Linked DNA regions of Zea mays: regions 1, 3 and 4 are each linked to region 2. A link is a contact called in public Hi-C data. All regions are on one chromosome and are shown on one strand. The core of a region is the stretch at or near the end of the contact, and the rest is flanking DNA. Distances in the headings are between cores, read along the strand shown. Region 1 holds the start of LOC103633744 (probable E3 ubiquitin-protein ligase LUL2). Region 2 holds the start of LOC100276114 (topless-related2). Region 3 holds the start of LOC100279948 (beta-galactosidase). Region 4 overlaps LOC541622 (phosphoenolpyruvate carboxykinase).

The links. A called contact is a pair of places that touch in the nucleus more often than the background predicts.
Region 1: a Hi-C map of endosperm shows a contact between it and region 2, with 4 times the contacts expected there. The contact joins the promoter of LOC103633744 here to the promoter of LOC100276114 in region 2. A contact is called at or near these places in 2 of 25 Hi-C or Micro-C datasets (ear and endosperm).
Region 3: a contact with region 2 is called in a Hi-C map of tassel, with 2.8 times the contacts expected there. The contact joins the promoter of LOC100279948 here to the promoter of LOC100276114 in region 2. A contact is called at or near these places in 2 of 25 Hi-C or Micro-C datasets (ear and tassel).
Region 4: a contact with region 2 is called in a Hi-C map of root tip, with 2.9 times the contacts expected there. The contact joins the enhancer-like site here to the promoter of LOC100276114 in region 2. A contact is called at or near these places in 2 of 25 Hi-C or Micro-C datasets (root tip and tassel).

Annotation. Positions count from the first base shown.
Region 1 is chr1:35,443,382-35,447,771 of Zm-B73-REFERENCE-NAM-5.0, reverse strand. LOC103633744 (probable E3 ubiquitin-protein ligase LUL2) reads left to right here and starts at 2,858. Exons shown (of 3, transcript NM_001347003.1): 1 at 2,858-3,713. The coding sequence starts at 3,190.
Region 2 is chr1:35,180,434-35,184,321 of Zm-B73-REFERENCE-NAM-5.0, reverse strand. LOC100276114 (topless-related2) reads left to right here and starts at 1,917. Exons shown (of 28, transcript NM_001319213.1): 1 at 1,917-2,044; 2 at 2,311-2,513; 3 at 2,663-2,807; 4 at 2,891-3,070; 5 at 3,157-3,270; 6 at 3,380-3,538. The coding sequence starts at 2,728.
Region 3 is chr1:35,514,186-35,518,185 of Zm-B73-REFERENCE-NAM-5.0, reverse strand. LOC100279948 (beta-galactosidase) reads left to right here and starts at 2,504. Exons shown (of 17, transcript NM_001152898.1): 1 at 2,504-2,786; 2 at 2,881-2,976; 3 at 3,278-3,390; 4 at 3,464-3,623; 5 at 3,715-3,858; 6 at 3,966-4,000. The coding sequence starts at 2,610.
Region 4 is chr1:35,688,595-35,692,458 of Zm-B73-REFERENCE-NAM-5.0, reverse strand. It overlaps LOC541622 (phosphoenolpyruvate carboxykinase), which reads left to right. Exons shown (of 11, transcript NM_001348550.1): 11 at 1-235. It also overlaps the pseudogene LOC103633754. Among protein-coding and RNA genes, the nearest start is that of LOC541622, 5.9 kb to the left of the region's middle. Within about 2 kb of position 1,483, at least 2 of the 20 cell types and tissues checked have an H3K27ac peak or open chromatin away from gene starts, as enhancers often do. A contact at or near this core is called in root tip, where this site is marked.

The sequences.
Region 1 (4,390 bases), core at 1,609-4,108, 260 kb before region 2:
GAATGTAAAACACAAAAGTATTTGTGTTCGGTTGGCTATGTGGGTGTGAATATGGAAGTAGTGTGAATGGACTCGAAGGGAGACACATGATGCACAAACAGATAAACTCCTGTATTATAAGGGTAGAGATTACTGTAAGGCTAAAAAGTAAATCTTGGATGACATGTGGTAAGTTGTAGCAACAGTAACATATACTTACTCCGTTCGAATTTATAACTACTTTAACTTTTTACCCCAAGTTTAACAATCACGTCTTATTCAAAAAAATTCATAATTATAGTTAAGTTTTATTGTGATACCGTCTAGCATATATTATACTTTTAAAATGGCTTTAAAATTTTCATTTTTTCATATAGAATTTGAATAAGACAATTCGGTCAAACTTGGCACAAAAAAGTCAAACAAATTATAAATTAAGATGGAGAGAACAGTTATTTAGAAATTTATTCAATCTTATAAAAACTCCATTATATACATAGTCACGGTTTATTTATAAGAGCATCTCCAGTAATGCCTCAAACTAGTGGCTCAAATTAAAATATATGGCTCTACGCAGAAAAAACTATTCTAACAATACCTTATTTTATAAAAGTTGGTTAAAAAATTATAGAAAACTCTCTTAAGTGCCTTAAATATACTATATCGTAGTGGATTGACCTATAATTTAGATTTGAGGCTTTTCTATATATTAACCGTGGGCGCAAAGCTCCCACCAGATTCGTCCACGTCGTCAGTTTCATTAAACACAATTCGATTTTCATCGAACGACAACTGGCTCGACGTTTGGATGGCTCCCAGCAACGCGACGCTTCTAGCCTCTTCTATCTTCTTCCAAGTCCCACCCCGACTCCGCCACCGCATCTCTCCTCCAATGCTTCGTGGTGTCTCTCACCTCCCGCCGCTACCCCACCCATGCCGCCGCAACAGATCATGCCACCCTCCTACGGCCCCACCTCTATCTCCCTTCCTTCTCCCACCGCATCCCCCCGTTTGTCAGCCCATCGTTAGCTCCACCTTTGATTTTTGTCTTCTGACTGCTACGGTATGCATTGCCTTCTTGCTCGACAACGTGATGTCATCGTCGTCCTCGCCCGTGCTGGACGCGTCGTTGTTGCTCCTAACGAGGATGATGAACTGGAGCACGACCGATGTTGAGGTGCATTCCTCCTCCGTCGGCGCGGGTCCACAGCTCGCCGCCACTACCTCTGTGTTCAACACTGACGACTCCGACGACCCTGAATCGCTCGCCTCCAGCTCCACCAGCTTCTACGACAACGACAACGACACCTTGGCCACGCTCAGTACTAGCTCCATCTCTTTCCTGTTTTGTAATGGAGTGCAAGGAGCCAACAATATGATATGCTACCTTCTCCTATTTGAACCTACGTATATACATTCTCTATTTGCTGACGTCAGGTGCACCAGCCACGTTAGATGAGCCGAAGGCGTTCGGCGAAATGCCTCGCCTGAATAGCGCGCTGTCTGCTGGAGCAGTGGAGCCTAGAGCCTCTTGGTTCCATGAGGTGACATGATTTGAAATGGTTTTCGAATTATCAAAATCAATTTGTTCCTCAACGCAGGTTATGTTCCTAAGCTTCGATTAACTCGGTCCTGTTCCAGTCCATCAAGAAGGACGTAGAGAGCATGGTGGTTGAGCCCTACATCACATAGTTCTAGGCATCTGGCTACCATTTCTTTGAGGCGTTCACCATTTTCATCACAGAAATACAGCTTGGGTGCCTTCTGCTTTTGTTGATCTCAACATACATATGTCTTTCGATGATGTCAAGACTGTCCAGTCCAGTACTCCAGTCTATCATTGTCGTTGGAGAATAAATCGTTTTTTCTACTTATTGCATTCTGTATATCGCGTCGTCCAGTGTGAAATAAAGCAGGACATTGTGTTTCTTCAATTAATCCATGCATTATGTAGGACAAGAATCCATGTGTTCTAAACATGTCCAAGAGTTGACCAGATTAAATATTTTCGTCAACCAGCGACACTCACACAAAACTGATATTGAACAACAGTGATGTGCTTACATTGGTCCTTGCCTTGATGCTGCAACAGGAGATAAAAAAACTGTGTTTATTCATCCTACATATCTATAACAATAATTTATTGATTATGTAAGTGTATTAATTAAAGACTTGCGTAAGACGAGAGCCAAAAAAAATGGCCAACAACACTCACACAAAACTGATATTGAACAGCAGTGACATGCTTACTCGCGCAAGACGCGAGCCAGTTACTAGTTATTACTAAAGCAGAATATTTTTGTTGGGCCCTAACTTCTATAAAATATATTTATTTTTAAATTATAAGACACTGTTCGTTTCTGTCGGATTGCACCCGGAATCGTTCCAGATAATCAAAGTTTATATAAATTAGAGAAGCAATCCGGTTAGGAATCGTTCTCACCCACTAATCTGGCACAAACGAACAAGACCTAAAGCATTTTTATATGTCATGTTGTTGGAGCTAAGAACCACATTTGTTTTACCTTCTGCGTAAGTAACGCTTTGGTCACAATATTACACACGTGGTTCTTTAGAAGTTCGTCCTATACCTCAGACTGAGAGCGAAAAAAAATCCATGTCAACTCGCGCTTCAGTCGGAATAGGACTATAGGAGTATACAAATACAAGATCACACACGGTTGATAGATTTTTTTTGCCGTAAGTCGCGCATGCATGTAAAAAACAACATGCATGTGGAGAAAATGATGAGGACCTCATGGTAATTACATTTTCTTTGCGTGTGCTAAATCTTAACCACCGGAAAAGCAACGGAGGACAGTGGTGGTGCTTTCCGCGCAACCCTCCATTATAACGCCCAAAATACAGGCGGAAAAGCAAGAAGCGTGACCACTTCCTTATCGTCTCCTCCTTTCCTCCCCTCAACTCCAATCGAATCGCTCGAACCATTCCCAGGTTTGTGCGTCGATCTAGGCTTGCGCGAGGATCCAATTGCATCCCGCTCCCCTTTGAGCTTGTGATCTTGGGAGCCGGAGTTCTTCGCGAGCCTCCTCCCACCCCCACCCCCACCCCACCCCCCGATTTCTTTTGGTTTATTTGTGCGAGTTTTCTCAAGAGCAGAAAAGGCTGTTTGCAATTCCGGTGCACTCAGGCCTCAAGATCCAACTCTGAGGCCTTTCCCGCGCTATCCGCATCGATCTACGCAAGAGGATGGGCAACGCGGGTAGCAACGGTGGAGGCGCTGCCGCTGGTCACCGCCGTCGGAGCTCCGGCCACGGCCACCACCACCAGGCGCCGCCGCCTCACCAGCCGCAGGAGACTGCGGCCAACCGCTACGTGTTCGCGGCCGCCACGCCGTACCCGCCCCAGTACCCTAACCCCAACCCGCCGCAGTACTACCCGCAGTACGGGAACTACTACCCACCACCACCACCATCCGTGCCGGTGCCCCTTCCGGCGCCGTACGACCACCACCACAGGCCACCCACCGCCGCCCCCGGCGAGTTCCCGCCCCCGCCCCTCACCCACCCCCACCACTACCCTGGCTGGGCTGGGCGGTATCCCTCCTACGGACAACATCTGCCTATGCCCACTCCCTACGTTGAGCACCAGAAGGCCGTCACTATCCGCAACGACGTCAACCTTAAGAAGGAGACGCTTAGGATCGAGCCTGATGAAGAGTGCCCTGGCCACTTCCTCGTTGCCTTCACCTTTGACGCCACGGTCGCTGGCAGGTGATTATTCACTCATTCAGTCCACTTAACATCAAACATGTTGTATTCTAATTTGTATTTCATGTTTGCATGTGAATCTCCTTCCCTGGTATCTATTCCATTTGTTCCAAAGTATTTGACGTTTTGACTTTTCTAGATACATGGTTTTTGCTACGCGCTTTGATGTACACTATGTTTAGATACACAATAACATCAATGTATGTTGAAAAGCCAAAACGTCTTAAAATTTGGAATGGAGGGAGTACTTTACTAGGACATGTATGGAATTGCTGCAATCTATATTGTTTTGTTTTGTGTATAGATGCATATTGCTTTGCTTTGTATATTGATATAATGATGTTGATGGTTTGAGGAATCTGTCTCTTGTGTTGGTAATGCTTTCAGTCCTTGAGGTTGGAGACCTGTTTTAGTTTTCGTTGACCTTTGTTTATTTGTTGACTGAAAATTCTGTTTGTTGTAATGAACAAAAGAAACTAGAGAGAACTATATAAAGGGAGTACCCTTTCCCTCTTAGAGACTTGTTCTTTATGGAGGCATACAACCCAACAATAAGTTCTCCATTACGCATTAAACTATCATAGTATTGCCTTAGGTGGTGTTTGTTTGGGATTATAAGTTGTCCAGATTATATAATCCAACAAATTTTGTTTGGCATTAAACTAGAGAGACCTGTAGCT
Region 2 (3,888 bases), core at 668-3,167:
AACTCGGATCTTTTTATTGGTTTGTGTTGAACCTGTGACACCTGTAGAACTTATATTCTAGAGCAAACTAATTAGTCCAATTATTTGTGTTGGGAAATTCAACCACTAAAATCATTTAGGAAAAGGTTTGACCCTATTTCCCTTTCACTTTGTCTTTTCTCGTAAAAAGCGAGACTCCACTGTAAATCTTCTCCCTTGATATATAAAGAGGAGGACGCTTCTTCCTCCGACACACGAGCACACCTATTGTAACACGCCTCAAAGCAATACTACGATCATTACTACACTGGACTTGGACGTGAGCCTGAACTTGTATAAACCCTCTGTCTCAACCCCACATTCGAGTCTCTATGACTCACCGTTCGGAGTGAGTCCGTGCTAGCATCCCCATCGAACACAAAATCTTATTATTCTCGGTTTTGGAAACCACTACAACTATAATTATACATAAATCTCTTCTATATATTCTACTATATAAGCATTAATTTTTAAAGTTGATTTGAACCATAGTTGTTGGTTCCAAACCTACATTCACAACCATCTAGTCAAGAGAACTCATATGTCTATGTTTATACCCTATATTTAAACATGAATGAAAATTGTGACAACACAAGTACTTTGCTAGTTTTTTATGTCACATCTAAACCAAATATATAACAAAGGTCATTTTGAATGCACTAGAGTTAATAGTTAGCTATTAAAATTGGTGAAGACATCCAAACAATATAGCTAATAGTTCAGCCGTTAGCTACTTTTAGCAAATTAGCTAAGAGCATCTCCAACAAATTAGCCAAATGGCTCGCCAAGACAAATTTTGGCTACTCAACAACAAAATAACTCTACAATAGACTAGCTATCTAACTCGACAATCTATTCGACTTTCCAAATTAGCTCCCTTAGTAGCCAAATTTGGTTAGTCACCTTACTAGTCAAACTAGATAGATAGTCACTTGGAGTGAGATGCTACATATAGAGTGTAATTTTTATGAAAAGATCAATAAAGAGCCAAAAACGAAGAGTTTTTTGAGATGCTCTAATAACTGGCTAGCTAATTCAACTAGCAATTTTTATCCAACTAACTACTCCATCCGTTCACAAATATATAACGTCGTTGTTTTTTTAAAACTTTGACCACTTATTTTATTAAAAATATCATGATTTATCAATTTTTGATTCATTTTATCACTTCAAGTTGTTTGATCTATACTTATGGGGTACTTAAATGCACCAGAGTTAATAGTTAATTGTCTAAATATGGGAAAATATCCTATGCAATCACTTATCCTGATGCAAGCATACAATCAAGCGATCTGGTGCATCTGATCTAGATCTAATGATGACTGTTATTTTATATTTAACTTCTTCCACCTAAAACATAGTACCTATTTTACTTTTAACCCCTTCCATATAAAACCGTTGGATCTAGATTTGATGCTCTGTATAGTTTGATTACACGCTTGCACCAAAATGAGTGATTGCACAGGATATGTCCTCTCTAAATATTGATAGTAGAATTAACAACTAATAAATAGCCACCTGACTATTATCTAATTTGATAAAAGGAGCTAATAACTGAATTATTAGTTAGACTATTTAAATGTTTTTAACTAATTTTAACAACTAACTATTAGCTCTATTGTATTAAGCACTCTCTTAAAAATTTTATATTTCCAAATAAATATTCTAAATACAACGAGTAAAAGCTATTCCAGCATTCCGCGCCTCAATGGCCATATCCCCCGCACCCGCAGGCCCACCGCTGTCTCTCACATCCCATGCACTTATCACAGATCACAGACAATAACGAGATAAGCAGATCGATAAGCCACCGTGCATATCAGACATAATAAAGCCTATAAATTAAAGATAATCGCTAACTCGGTGTCCGAACAGTTTATACTCCCCAACCTGGTTCGATAGTGATTTCATCTTCCTCTACCAGGCGGCTCCGTGGTCCGTGCTGATCAACTGCATCAAGGATCGTCGCCGGCGGCGCGCTGGCAGCAGTTCGCACGGCGAGATCGGATTGATCGAGATCTTCTAGGTGATCGCCATACTTCCCCGTCTAATTTTAGATGCATGTAGGTTTTCGCTGTTTATGTTTTACAGATCTGAAGCTGAGTAAAAATTATGGCAAAATCTTTACGCGGTTCCGTGGAGTTCCGTGCCCTTTCCCAGTTTTGAAATTTCTGCTCACAAGGCTGCCATGGCTTTGGATTTTCTCTCTCTCTTCTCCGATGGAAGACATTTCTTGGGAAAGCAGCGCTATTAGTACTAAACCGTTCTGGGCTTCCGGGCTCACCATGTCAGGCCTGGACCTGCGCTAGACCTCGAAGCCTCGATCGCACCGCATCTTCTCTCTCTGCTGCTGGTCCGCTCCGTCGCCGCCGACCCCGCCGCCAGCTTCCCCTTCCACCTAAAAGGACGACCTCTGGCCGCCCTTGTCCCGCCCCGACGCCTCGGTTTCCACTGCATAGGCGTGGTGCGGCGATCCGTCCGGGCCTAGGGTTGCGGTAAGGAACCCTAACTTGCTTCGATGTTTTTTTCCTCTGAGATTTATTTGTCGTGGGAGATCTCTCGCTCGCCATGGGCAATCAGATCCTAATTCTCCGGGGGAGAAGCGGGGGAGCTCTACTCTTGACTGCGCCCTGGTACTGTGCAGAGAGACACTATAGGGTACGACCCTAGGAGCATCCGCCTCCACGTGGGTGAGGCGGAAGAGGGAGGATGACATCGCTCAGCCGTGAGCTGGTCTTCCTCATCCTGCAGTTCCTCGATGAGGAAAAATTCAAAGAGACAGTCCACAAGTGAGTGATTTGAATCAAAGGTGAAAATGGACTTGTCTTTAGTGTCTATTTCTTGCTCAGTTGTCGCTCCTGTTGCTGTTCAGGCTCGAGCAGGAGTCCGGATTCTATTTCAACATAAAGTACTTTGAGGACGAAGTCCTCAATGGGAATTGGGATGAGGTGGAGCGCTACCTTGGTGGATTCACCAAGGTTGACGATAACCGCTACTCCATGAAGATATTCTTTGAGATCCGGAAGCAGAAGTATCTGGAGGCTCTTGATAAGTAAGTAGAGAGGGATTGTGCAGCATTGTTTATGGCACTTGAGTGGAGTGCCTTTCTGACCAGGGGTTTCTTTGCTTTCATATCAGGCATGATCGGTCAAAGGCTGTTGAAATCTTGGTCAAGGACCTTAAGGTCTTTGCATCCTTCAATGAGGAGTTGTTCAAGGAGATCACACAGCTTCTAACCTTGGAGAATTTTAGGTAAAGAGCTGACTGGCCAGCCTTGTTTTTTGTATGCATCATTATTATCATGGCTTTTAGCTGTTTCTGTATTGCTCAGCGACTGATTTCTGATTTTCCTTGTTATTAGGGAAAATGAGCAGCTCTCGAAGTATGGTGATACAAAATCTGCAAGACAAATAATGCTTGCTGAGCTGAAGAAGCTGATTGAAGCTAATCCCTTGTTCCGTGACAAACTACAATTTCCCAGCCTGAAGACTTCTAGGTTGCGGACACTTATTAACCAGAGGTAGCCCCATGTAAAAGAATTATCCCTGTGCTCTTTACTTTCAGCCATTACAGAATTTTGTTTCTTTCTGTAAGCTTCCACTTATGCAAGTGACGATAGAGCCTTATCAACTGAAATGTTTTAGATTAGTTTGCCTGGATACAGTGGAAGGTGGAACTAGTATGTGATTCATATACATGTATACTGCCGCAGGTTGCCATTTATTTAATACAACAGTACATGTGTACATAATAAAAGGGGAGCCTTGGCGCAGTGGTAAAGCGATGTTTTGTGACCAGGAGGTTGCGGTGCGGGTTAGACTCGTGGAAACAGCCTCTTGCAAACGCAGGGGAAGGCTGCATACTATAGGC
Region 3 (4,000 bases), core at 1,255-3,754, 330 kb before region 2:
TAGGTGGCGTGTCTCGGTCGACATTGGCGCCGACGATCCTTAGTTCGTTTTACATTTATTCCTTTATTTTGTAATAAGTCTTCCGCTATGTAATAAATACTCTGATGATTTATGACATTTATCTCTATACACTCTGTTATTATATATGTTGTCTTCTTGGCGCATGTATGAGATGCACCCGGCTTTGTCCTTTAAAACCGGGTGTTACAGAATCAAACTATGTACGCATTGTTCTTCTTCAAGCTTCTTCACACATTTTGCAATGGTCATCTTGTCGAAGTTGATTTAGACACTTAGTAGCTTATATTTTTAGTTTAAGCACTATGGTTACTTACTCATGAACAACTTATATAATATCACTAGGTACGATCAAGCATAGAAGGAACCGTGATATGGTATATACTTTAAATTCATTTTATTTGCAATGAATGACCTAGAATATGCCTATATGCAGTAATCACATACTAGTAAGATATGGATGCATATGATCAATCCATGTTGTCTTGAGTGGTTGAAGGAGAGGCATAATAATCATATGGTTTGGAGTCAACTCATGTTGGAGAAGTCAGAGATATTTCGTACATTTTCAAGTTTGCAAAAATCTTGCTCCATCAAGTGGCTTAGTGAAAATATCGACAGGTTAATCTTATATGCCCACAATCATAATATTTATTTCCCTTTATCTTGTTTCGTCATCCAACTTCACGAGGTCTCCTACCACATAGGACAAATCACCACTAATATAAACTTCATGTGGGCCTCAAGCCCATCTCACTTGATGCACAATCCATCACATTACCTGATAGACCCTTGGTGAATTGAACTACGGGTATCTAATACGGAATTCTGCTTGTGTGTTTGACCTCGTAAAATGGTCCGCTTGAAAGACTTTCACGAAACAATGCCACCAACATCAGATAACTAGTTTGTATCATAATCCCTCTAGTATCCTCGGGTACTCGGTGCAGTGAATGTCATAGCTCATTGTACATTTTAAATAACACACTACTCTCTCGAGTGTACGTTAGTGATCATCTTCTGAATTCGACACAGAAAATGGCTAAACCTTGTAGTGAATAACTCAATTGATCCATGCTATTCTTTGCTTTTTTTTACTTAATAACACAGTAGGATCATAAGGTGCAAGAGCAGGTTGACAGTCACAAAACTCAAAACGACTCAAAAACTTTTTGTGCGTAATGAGATTGCACATGTGTAAACCCACCATTATCTTCTCTCACCAAGTGTAACTCCATCGTTTTCTATCGGCTGCTTGCTATTAAGAATAACATCATTTTTTATTGTCAATATTTTATTTCAAAACCATTGGGTAAAAGGTACTTTGCTGTTTTGCTTTATCATATTAAGATCAGTTACAAAATTTGGCATATCATCAACATAAACAGAACTTTTATTTTCATCGTACGTACCAATAGTATATACATTTATCAGCTTTATTCACGGTAAAATTGACAAATATTTATTTAGTTTAATGGTATCAAATCAGCGAGACAGCGCCGTCCGGTTCGTTTTTTTTTTACTTTAGGACCCACCAAACTAGTGCTAGCACAGTAGTAGAGCGCTCCGCGGCGCAGAGGGCAGAGCAAGGTAGACAAGCGACAACGCCGGTCGGTCACGGCTCACGACCCGTGTCTGTCGGTGGACCACTCGGCCGGCGGCAGCGGCACCGAGCCGAGAGCTTGGACCGCGATCGGGTTCTCTCTTCCCATTTTCAACCCGATTTATTTATTCTTGCGATTGCGAACGCGAGAGGCCACACGAATGCGGTGCGCGGACGACACATGCGGCGGGGAGCGGACAGCGTCACTGCGGGTGTGTGCGAGTGCGAGTGCGAGTGCGAGCAATAAAGATGTGGCAGGCACCCACGCCGTGTGTACCACCCAACCATCGCGCGCGCCACCATCAACTTCGTACTGGCCGTCTCCCTCTCCTCCATTTCTTCTCCTTCTCGCCGCAGCAGCCAAGCAGACTTGGCCCTGCTCCATCCATCCCACACAGCGCCAGCATTTGCTGTTGCTTGCGAGTAGCGGCGGCCCTCTTTTTGCTTGCCCCCCAGAGGGCCTTATTTTAACCACGGCGCGCCGCGCGCTGGCGCACTCAGGAGGAGCATAGGCTGCATAGCATCCACGACCCCCATCTCCCACGCCCACCGCCACAACACGCCGCGCGGCAAAGAAACAACGCCAGAAAGCGATCGGATCGGATCCGGATCGGCAGCAGTCAGTGCAGTGCATCCAGAGCGGCAGAGCCCCGTCGTCCCGTGGCCGCCAGGTCGATCCCCCAGCGGCCGGCCGGCCGGCCAGTCCAGGCCCTCCCGCGCGGGGAGTTTTCCTTTTTCTTAATTTTCCTTCCCCTGGCGTGCCGCCCCCACCACGTAGCGAGCAACTCCTCCCCGCGCTCATCGCTCACTCCACCTCCAGGCTCCAGCTACTACTAATACCCGGGCGGTGCGAAGCTTTGCCTTTAGGCTTTAGCTAGTACACCGAACGCGCCAAGTCCCGGAGGCGGAGGCGGTGATCTTTGTTCGTTTCCTCGCCTCTCCTCCCCTCCCCTCTCCTCTCCTTTCATTCCCTGTCCCGTGGGCGGCAATGGCGGGCACCGCGCGGATTCTTCCTGCCGCCGCGGCGGCGCTGCTGCTGCTGCTCTGCATCGCGGGCGGCGCGCGGGCGGCCAACGTGACGTACGACCACCGCGCGCTGGTCATCGACGGCGTGCGGCGCGTGCTCGTCTCCGGCTCCATCCACTATCCGCGGAGCACACCCGACGTGGGCATACTTCCTCTCTCTTTCTCTATTACTCCACGCCCCCTCCCACCCAGCGAGTGTACGTACTGACGCGCTGTTGGCATGTCGTCGGCAGATGTGGCCGGGGCTGATCCAGAAGGCCAAGGACGGCGGTCTGGACGTCATCGAGACCTACGTCTTCTGGGACATCCACGAGCCCGTGAGGGGACAGGCACGTACAAATACATACATACATCATCAGTTCATCACCCACCTCGCAGCGCTCTCATTCTTCTCTGCAGTGATACCTTCTCTTCTCCGTCGTCTATTTACTTTTTCCTAACCATCTAATCTTATGCTCCTGCCATGCCATGCCATCATCGTCTGTCGGTGTTGGCGTTTGCTTCCTCTGCACCCTATGCTTTATTCTCTTTAATCACCTGCTCCTGTTTCTTTGCTTCTCGTGCCGTGCTGTTATTGCCTCTCTTTTTTTACACCAAGCCTGACGGCAACGAGGTTCACCGACATGGCAGTACGACTTCGAGGGCCGCAAGGACCTGGCCGCGTTCGTCAAGACCGTCGCCGACGCCGGCCTGTACGTGCACCTCCGCATCGGACCCTACGTCTGCGCCGAGTGGAACTACGGGTCAGCAGCCTCACCTCATCACTCCTCACTCAATTCAGTAGTGGCCTGCCCTCACCTCATCACCACCCTGCAGAGGCTTCCCGCTGTGGCTGCACTTCATCCCCGGCATCAAGTTCCGCACCGACAACGAGCCTTTCAAGGCGGAGATGCAGCGCTTCACAGCCAAGGTGGTGGACACCATGAAGGGGGCGGGGCTGTACGCGTCGCAGGGCGGGCCCATCATCTTGTCCCAGGTCCGGCCTGAGGTCCATCCCGTGCTTAATTGGCTACCGTGTCTGTTCATGCCATGTGCGTCCTGACCCGGGCACGGCGTGGCTGTGGCAGATCGAGAACGAATACGGCAACATCGACTCGGCGTACGGGGCGCCCGGAAAGGCGTACATGCGGTGGGCGGCCGGGATGGCCGTCTCGCTCGACACCGGCGTGCCCTGGGTCATGTGCCAGCAGGCCGACGCGCCGGACCCCCTCGTACGTGACGTGACGTGACCCGACCCCACCTCGCCCCGATCAAATGCCTCTCTGCTTTTGATCGAGATGGACCCGCCTGACCACCGCCAGAGGTGAATGCATTGCAGATCAACACCTGCAACGGCTTCTACTGCGACCAGTT
Region 4 (3,864 bases), core at 234-2,733, 510 kb before region 2:
GAAGATGATTACGACGACGACGACGAAAAAAAAGGTGTTGGATCGATGAGCCAACATAGTAATAGATTAGCTGGGTATTGTCATGGGTGCGTCTGGTGTTGTTATCTATAAGGCTGTCTGCCTGTCTCAAGCAGCTATCATATTCTATTTCAAATTCTATTCTGTAAGCGTGTAGTTCAAAACAATGCTTTACACAACCATATGCACAGTCTATCTAAGGTTGGTCTGTTCTATCAGCTTGTTGGGAAAAGTTTGCGTGTGCTTGTATCTTGCCCCCTGTACTCTCTCTGGTTTCTGAATTTGAATACGAAACAGCTTGATCGCAATCACCATTGGTTCGGTGTGTGTGTGTGTGTGTCATGGCAGGAGAGTAGCAATTGATTCTGCCTGGAACTGTCATAGTTTGAGGCCATCGGTACGAAAAGCTCCATATTGGTGTCATTGGACCCATGTGCTCAATATCTCATTATCTCATGCCTCTTCTCGAACACAACATGGAAGTGCCACATTGACTAGTTGAGACATGACGCTGTGTAAATCCATTGAAGTTCAGTTGAACCATGAACGGATTGAAAATCATTTGCCAACAAATGGCGGCCACACTGCTTGGACAAAACAACAAGAACTCGCATGCTATATGAACTTTCCTTTCATTCAATGTGATGCCATGGCACGAGCATACCTGGGCGGCTGTTGGTCTTAAGAGCTCAAGTTCAGCGAGTGATAATTCAGTTTAAGGGCTAGAGTTTGGTAACCCTATTTTTTTAAGGTTTTTCATTTTCCCAATGTAAATTAGTTTACTTTTCTTTAAAAAAATAAGAATTCTTTGAGAAAATGGAGTTGCCGAACTAGCCCCAAGAGGTGACGCTGCAGCCTGCGAGGTTGACTTTGATATAACTACAAACCTTTTTGTTTTCACATTCACATCCGCAGTCTACACCTAACTGACTTTTTTTCTAGGATCAATATATTTTGTTGATGAGAGGATTGAAAGCGACCTTGTCTGAATACTGTACCCCAATCCCAATGTGGTAGGCGCTAGTAGTTTTACACGGGTGCCTCAGGTTATGAACATCATGTTTAGCACAGCTGGATTTTAAACTCTATCGCCTTTCTTTTATGCAGAAGACATGTACATAGCATGGTTACTCCTTTCTACAATTCTCCACTGGAGGTATTAACTTGAGTTAATCTGATTACAATATAAACTCAACAGAAACAAGTGACTACAATCCTAATCCAATCTTTTAAAAAATGTCTCAAATCATAGAATAGATCTGCCACCTTTCAGGGAAGCTTTGATCTTTAGAACAACTTCAGTCCTTCACTTCGCGTATGTTAGCAATCAGTATGATCATTTTCTTTCGTCTTCAGACCAGGTCAGTTGCCAGCTTCAGTTTCGAACTCCGATAGCTCCCTCTGAAGCTTCATCGCGTTGGAGCTCTGATGATTAACGTTGCGATCGACATCGATCATTGCGAGGGCTCACTGTGGTCATGCTCCTCGTCATCTTCACTAGAAGATGACATAGCAATGGCTGGAGGAACTAGAGGTGCTAGGTTGTTTGAAGGAAGTTTCGCTATTATGGCCCCTCCAGATCTGATTTTGGATTCAATGGCACTAATAAGCGAAGCTGCATCTTCAAGAGGAACAGCACGAGCACCACAAGCAAGAGCTGTAGCATGAACTATAGATTTGGGGACTGTTCCTTGGTTCTTCAGTTCAGACAGAACACCTCCAAATGGACCTAAAGCACAAATACCTTTTTGTGTCTGTCTTATGGGTTCTGCAGGGCAGTATGAAATTGGAACTGCTTCAATAGGTGCAGCCAACAATCTATATGGTCCTTCTGTGATCCAGGAAAAATGAACAGGTATCAGAATAGTACTCTAATGGCAGATAACGATCCATCAATGTGCTAAATTTTCCACTGGCCATCTTGTATTAACCTTAGTCCTATGCTTGCTAAACAAATAAAACTGTTGGAATCTGAATTGAACAAAACAATTGGGGTTCAGATGGTGACACAATGCATCAATTGTCCTAATAGAAGTGCACAATGGGATTATGGGAACGTCAACACAGATCTGAAATAATTGAAGCAATGGGCTACTTTCAAGAACCACTGCACGCATATGTATACATTGGACTAAAAATCTGGAAATTCTTCTGGTCACAAAAAATGCTGAATATAACCATTTGTATATATAATAAACCGTTCTAAACCTTCCATGGTAATATGTTCAGTTTAATTTGCAACAGCAGAGCATGGAAGTAATCAACAGATAAGCCATTTAAAAGCTTTCAAACTCATACAGCAATGGAGAAGGAATTGAGCTATTGACATGGTGCTATCAAGAAGCCTGAGTTGATTAGAGATACCTGTAGAAGATCCAGGTAAGCTCTGCGTCACAGGCATGCACAGTGCAAGAGGTATCGCAGGAATAGCAACCATGGTATCTTTAGAAGATCCATGGATACCTTGCTCCTTTCCATGGATGAGTTGATTAAAACAAGTGTTCTGTGGTTCCAGCAACAAATAAGCATCTTCTGGTCCAAAATGAAATACCAAAAAATGCTGGATCCATGCAAAGGACATAAGTAAGCATGTAACAACTTACCTGAGATTTTTCTGAAGAGGTTTTCTTTGTGTTCTTAAAATGCATAAAAGAACTTTCTGATGCATGTGTACTTTCACTCTCTGTTTGATGGAATAAGCAAGTCATGAAGAAAACAATAGTTGTATAAAGGCATTTGATTAATTGATCATTACCATAGCATATTTACCATTTGTGGGGAAACCTCCTGTTAGAGGAGCAGTATCGACACCGCTATATAACCTTGAATCAGTCAAAATGTCGGTTGGTATCAGCAGAAGATTTGATGCAGAATCTTGAAGAGGCCTGGACCCAGGAGATGTTCTTGTCAGTTCAACCTGATTTGAACATTGCAAAGCACTCATACTTTTCTCCTGTAAGACATCATGTTTGCTTTCTCTAACGAAACCACAATGTGACAATGTTGGACGACTCCTTTTGACTTCAGCAACCTTTTCTGCAGCCTCTTTTAAGGCAGAAACTGCCACATGGTAAATTTCTTCTGTGACTGAACCTTCTTTTGCAAATTTTATGGCCTCCTGGCATAAGTTGTTATAAAGTATAGTGAGGGAATCTGCAGGATTACATTGGGTTCCTGCACTGTATCCTTCATTTTTTACTTCACTAGGATGTGCACCCTTTGCAGCTAAATCGACAATTTCTCCAGAAGTAATGTTTGAGGTACTAGGGACCATTTTAGAATATGACAGCGAATGATTATGCTCCTTCTCAAATTTCGAAACCATCCACTTTCCAGAGTTCATCTTTTTCACTACAATCATAGCTTTGCAACCAACTCTAGTTATCATTCTTGGGCGCTTTGTTTTTCCTTCATCTGTCAACACTTTCTTGGTCCGAACTTCACGGAAGCCTTCCTTAGAACACACAATCTGGCGAGAAATAATTGAATTATCACGCCTTGAACGACAATATCTACTAATACGTGCACGAAAACCATTTAGCCTTGCATAGTTTACATAGAACAATTTTGCAGCTTCTTCCGATTCAAATTCCATGCCCTCAAATGGCTCCTCAACAGGGTCCACCTCAATAGAATGTGGCTTCTCCATTGGATCACAGTCCTGGTCTACTAGTCTGGAATCAAGTTTTCTTGGTGGAACTGGTCCATGATTATGGTTCTTTATGAATTTGGTTACCACCCACTTGCCAGGACTAAACTTTTTAATTAATATCATTGCCTTGCAACCAACTCTAGTACCTGCCCGTTCTTGTTGTTTTTGTTCAGGATGGAGGCCATCACAAGCAC